Regions from separate parts of the Arabidopsis thaliana genome. Here region 1 is linked to region 2. Evidence: chromatin contacts called from public capture Hi-C data. All regions are on one chromosome and are shown on one strand. The core of a region is the stretch at or near the end of the contact, and the rest is flanking DNA. Distances in the headings are between cores, read along the strand shown.

Region 1 (3,001 bases), core at 145-2,644, 37 kb before region 2:
AAATACCGCGCGAGAAGCGAAGAAGATTTGATTGTAGGATGGAAAAAATGTAAAGAAGTTGGAAGATCCTTAAATCCAACAAGTGGGGTATGTACGTAACGCATGAGGGAGATGCACCCTACCCTCCATATCATGCACTTATTGACCCACCAACAAATTCTTTTTTTTTTTTTAATAAGACCTACAAATATTTACTACTAATTTGCCTATAATTGATTTCCACAAATTTACCATTATATAGATAGTTAAACCCTTCAAGCATTTATTTTCGTTGCAAAATATTTACTAATGTATTCACAAAATATGTAATTCCTGTACGTAAATCGGTAACAGCAGAGTGTATATGTGTATTAGTCAACAGTTATTAGGTTTCACGAACTAGATGAATCATATATGTGTAGAACTTTTTCTCTAAATATAGTTGTGTCATTAAGTATAATCTTGACTAGACTGAATTTGGAGAGAGATGCACATCATATTAGACCAAGAGTAACAATTGCATATGGAATTCACTGTTTTATGTCATTCACATTAATTTTTTCAAGATGTTTAATGATTAACTTTTTACATAATGTTTTGGCTGCTTTATTTTTGATAAAATTTCTATTTTGGCTGCTTGTTGTTGTGAGAATATTTTTTCAAAAGCCAGATAAAAAATGGAGATGGGGCATCGTCGCACATGGTGGCATGGACACATTTCCAAAACTACAAAAAAATAAGTGTTTTGGTAAGTCGAAACATATATTTATGGAAAATAAAATGAAGTTGTTCGGGATTCAAAAGCATCTTCGGTTAACATTTAACTGCTAGTGGTGAGAGAAGCTTATACAATTTGGTTATATGTTTTGTTTATCATAAAAAGTTAATCTTACTAAAGAAAATTGATTTCCATTTCTCTTTATTATAGCCACCCATGTGGTGGTTACTATTTTAACTGAAGCCAAACTTTGAAACTTACTAAAAGTTATAAAGTTAAGAACTTAAATTTGGTTTTCTCTTGGCATTTTTTTTAGTAATGACTAATCCAAATTTAAATATCTTGTTTTGTCAACAAATTTAAATGGCTTTAGTTCTGTCAACAAATATATCTTGTCAGTTTTACTGTTTAAATTTATAACATGGTGTGTGTAGTCAATAGAAAGTGAATGCAAACGTCAAAATACGAATCTTATAACCTGAGGTCCAAGTTTTTCTTTTCCATAATGCGTTCATTAACGCAATTATAAAAACCAAGACTTTAAATACGAACCATGATAAATAAATATACCATAATCAAAAAAATTCAATCAATAATAATTCATAGAAAGACAGAGAAAGACAATTTCGTAATTAACTATAAAATCTGGTGGCATTGTTATTTTCTCTTCACTATATAAACTTGGTCTCTCCCAAACCTCACAAATCCCTCCTCCACCTGAAACATTTTCTCTCACTTTCTCGAGAAAATATAACTTCAGAACTTTTCAGAGTTAGTTTGACTTCAAACGTGGGAAAAAATGGCCGGAAGTCTTGTAAAATGCAGCAAGATCCGTCACATTGTGAGACTCAGACAAATGCTCCGGCGATGGCGTAACAAAGCGCGGTTATCTTCGGTCAGCCGTTGTGTACCGTCGGATGTTCCATCTGGACACGTGGCAGTTTGTGTGGGTAGCGGTTGCAGGAGATTTGTGGTGCGTGCGTCGTACCTGAACCATCCTATCATAAGCAATCTTCTGGTTCAAGCTGAGGAAGAGTTTGGTTTTGCTAACCAAGGACCGTTGGTTATTCCTTGCGAAGAATCGGTTTTCGAAGAAGCGATCCGGTTTATATCCCGGTCTGATTCTTCTCGGTCTAGCCGGTTTACTTGTCCTGATGATCTTCAGAAATGTAACGGAGGGATCAAAATCAAAAGCAAGCTAGATCTGATGATTGAATCTCGACCGTTGCTTCATGGCGTCGCTGAGAAAGCTATCTGGTGATCCGACGGTGCAGATTGTTGTCAGTTCGTATGATTCTGACCCGGTTTGACTCGGTACGAGTTTAATCGCCATGGAAGGAAGTACAGAAGAAGGCGAGTTTTTGAATAAATCGTCATTGACTCGGCTGAGTTTTACCACCGAGTCGGGTGGGTACTAACTTTTTAATCGGGTTCGGGTCTTTTTAATTTTTGATTTATATATTTAATTATATTGGGTACTCACTGAGTCGAGTCAGACGATCGAAGGAGATGGCGGTTAAAGGTGGGTGAGTCGTACGTACGTACCACCGAGTCATCCCTGGTTCGAATCCGAGTTTCAAAATGGTAAATGTAAATAAGACAAATGTACTGAAATGGGTTCATGGAAAAGAAGAGAGAAAGTGATTTTGATTCAGTGCTTTAGATTCGAATATTGTCACTTTTCTCTGTAAATTTTATAATCGAAATTTATGCTAAGTACTTTTCATAATCTCTGTTTTCTTAAAGAAGTTGATGTGCTGAATTTATTACAGTCAAAATATTTGTAACAAAAGTACAAATATTTCCCATTAACTTACAACAGTTAATAGGATTTAAATACTTATATATTATATAATAGGGGATTCAAAGTACAAATCTTTTAATACACACAAAAAAAGTACAAATATTTATTTACCAAGACAAAAAATGAAAGAAAGAAGTACAAATCTTTGTCCATAATAGGGTTATTTGGTTTAACGAATATATTTAAGATTTCTAATGGTTGTTCCTTTGTGATATTTTTTTTACTCATGCGACTTAGTTTTTACTTGTGGAAAAGTCATCATCCATTGTCAAGTGTTTTAGTCACCTGATTAGCAGATAAATAATGCAGAAATACGAAGAATGAAATATACTTTTTGAGTTTTGGAATATAAGTAAGATTGATAAATTTTGATGAAATAAAAATATTCGATCCGACCAAGGCCATGTGATGGAAGGACTATTAGCCCATTTTATCTGTTTCGCCTGTGTTTCGACTTTTTTTCCTTTTTGTCTTCACTTTCTCTATACAGTAAAAAGTAC
Region 2 (2,950 bases), core at 226-2,725:
ACTTTAATGTTTGATCTTCCCAATGTGATCAACATAACTTCTTTTTTTTTTTTTTTCTTTCGAATATGTCTGAATTATTTTCAAAAAGTTTGGTCTTCTATATAAAATAGGGTTTAAAAAATATATTCTAATTTTCTTCTGTATACAAATAGGGTTGGGTTTGATAGTGAATTAGCTTTCTGGCTGGTGATGAACTCGAAGCTACTTTTTCCCAGTTTATCCGTTTGCTTGCCGGATCTAAACAGGAACTTTACTAGGTTTCGTGTTCCATTGAGCAAACAATTTCAAATCTATTTATATATAAGAGAAAAACTTTCTGTTACCCAATCCAATTTCCGCAGTAAAACAGTGGAAACCATCATCATAGTTTACGAATAATTTGTTATGTTTACATTTATGTAATATTAAAAAAAATATTTGTTACCGATATTTTTCTTAACAAGAGAGTAGGTTACTCCCAAATTTCATCACAAAAAGACCTTCAACGCTTGTATCAATTTATGTAAATCCAATCGTATCGTTCTATTCTTTCATTAAAATAAACAAATTTTTAAATTTGAGAAATTTTCAATTGTCGGCGTTTCTTGAATGAGCTTGATCAGTTTCAGTGTATGAGACAATCGGACTAATACTAATCCTTGAAGAAGTTTTGTTGTCGTTCTCACATCACATGGACATGACGACTTATAGCGGACGTTAGGTTTAATTGTTCTGGAGAAGAAACATCAAAATTATGAGGACAACATAGTGCATGTGAAGTATTAACTTTTGTAGATGAATGTAAATGGAAAGTATTCTAGCTAGGGTACTTAAATCTACTAAACTACTTCTCTACAAAATTTTTAGCATTTTAGCTATTTGGATGTAACGTGCATGATGTGACTATCATTGGATGTAGTATTATAGATTAACCTAATCATAATTTTGTAACTTGTTCGATATCATTTTCATATACACATTTGTTTATGAAATGTTTCAAAAGATTTTTTATTTATTTATTTAGAATTTTCTTTTAAAGACCAATTTTTGCCTAGTAACTAGTAAAAAGTAGGTGGACAAAAAAAATACTAAAGAAAAATGGTATTAATTATATCTTTAAAGGCGGTTTGGCAAATTTTGAAAAATGGAAAGAAACAGTTACTTGTTTAATTATTAGAGAAAAATGTGGGAAATTATGTTGGAAATAAAAGGATACAATTGGGTCAAGAAGCATAGTAAAAGTCAATGGTCAATGTATAAAAGACCACATAGAGTTTAAAACATAGGTTTTTGATGCATCCCCCACAAGGCCACAACATCTGTATACCCAATTCGATTATGACTGATATGACATATTATTTATCAAATCCTTTTCCAAAAAGCAAAAAAAAAGGTCTTTACATATAAAACAACGACCTTACGAAAATGTTCGTCCCTTATTTAGTGTTTAAGAAAAGTCTTACATTATATAAACTTTTTTCTTTCTCTTATTCTGACAACAATTTAGCTACTTTGTTTTCTCATCAATATGTGATCCATTCTCCAAGAAAATGTACAAATCTCAATATATAAGTGGCCATAGAGAAAAATTCGTAAGGTAGAAGAACAAAATCAACGAGATCAATCTTTCTTTCACGTTGTTAATTAATTCAGATTTTCTTAGATCTATGAATGTTAATTGTTCTTAAAATACAGATTAGATGATACAGATTCGAGGGTTTCAATGTCATCTAATGCTACGGGAATGAAGAAGCGATCATGTTTTGGATTGTTTAACGTAACTAGTCGTGGAGGAGGAAAGACAAAGAACACATCAAAATCATTTCGAGAAGGTGTTAAAATCGGATCAGAGGGTCTAAAAACGATCGGAAAATCATTCACATCAGGTGTAACAAGAGCTGTTTTCCCTGAAGATCTAAGAGTCTCCGAGAAGAAAATCTTTGATCCTCAAGACAAAACACTTTTATTATGGAACAGAATGTTTGTTATCTCTTGCATTCTTGCTGTCTCTGTTGATCCTCTGTTCTTCTATCTCCCTATTGTCGATAACTCAAAGAACTGCATTGGGATTGACTCTAAATTAGCTGTGACAACTACTACTCTAAGAACGATCATCGATGTTTTTTATCTTACACGAATGGCTCTTCAGTTCCGTACCGCTTACATTGCTCCTTCTTCTCGTGTGTTTGGAAGAGGTGAGCTTGTGATCGACCCTGCAAAGATCGCTGAACGGTATTTGACTCGTTATTTCATTGTCGATTTCCTCGCGGTTCTTCCTTTACCTCAGGTAGTTAATAAAACGCTTCAATCTTTTTTGTTTTGTGCATTGTTTTCAATTGAATAGATGATTCTTGGTGGTGTTGATGCAGATTGCTGTGTGGAAGTTTCTTCACGGATCTAAAGGAACAGATGTATTACCAACAAAACAGGCGCTATTACACATTGTCATCACACAGTACATACCAAGATTCGTTAGGTTTATTCCATTAACTTCAGAGCTCAAGAAAACAGCAGGAGCTTTCGCTGAAGGTGCTTGGGCTGGTGCTGCTTATTACCTCCTCTGGTATATGCTTGCAAGTCACGTAAGCATTTCAAAATTCATCCATCAGCACTAGGTTAAATATCTATTGTTTTTTTTTTTGGTTCTGTTTTTAAGAAATGTTGTTATACTTTGATAGATAACTGGAGCGTTCTGGTACATGTTGTCAGTGGAACGTAACGATACATGCTTGAGATCCGCTTGTAAAGTCCAGCCTGATCCCAAGGTCTGTGTTCAGATTCTTTATTGTGGCAGCAAATTAATGAGCAGTCGCGAAACCGACTGGATCAAATCAGTCCCTGATCTTTTTAAGAACAATTGTTCTGCTAAAAGCGATGAGTCTAAATTCAACTACGGGATCTATAGCCAGGCTGTGTCTTCCGGTATTGTATCTTCGACAACGTTTTTCTCCAAGTTTTGTTATTGTCTATG

The links. Capture Hi-C pulls out chosen DNA fragments and counts their contacts.
Region 1: a contact with region 2 is called in a capture Hi-C map of root, with 3 times the contacts expected there. A contact is called at or near these places in 7 of 26 Hi-C or Micro-C datasets (leaf, root, seedling and 1 more) and 2 of 3 other capture datasets (root and shoot).

What each region holds. Positions count from the first base shown.
Region 1 is chr1:6,871,751-6,874,751 of TAIR10.1, reverse strand. It overlaps AT1G19840 (SAUR-like auxin-responsive protein family), which reads left to right and starts at 1,394. Exons shown (of 1, transcript NM_001332414.1): 1 at 1,394-2,477. The coding sequence starts at 1,497. The coding sequence ends at 1,958.
Region 2 is chr1:6,835,158-6,838,107 of TAIR10.1, reverse strand. CNGC8 (cyclic nucleotide gated channel 8) reads left to right here and starts at 1,475. Exons shown (of 6, transcript NM_101834.4): 1 at 1,475-1,576; 2 at 1,675-2,266; 3 at 2,349-2,561; 4 at 2,658-2,950. The coding sequence starts at 1,530.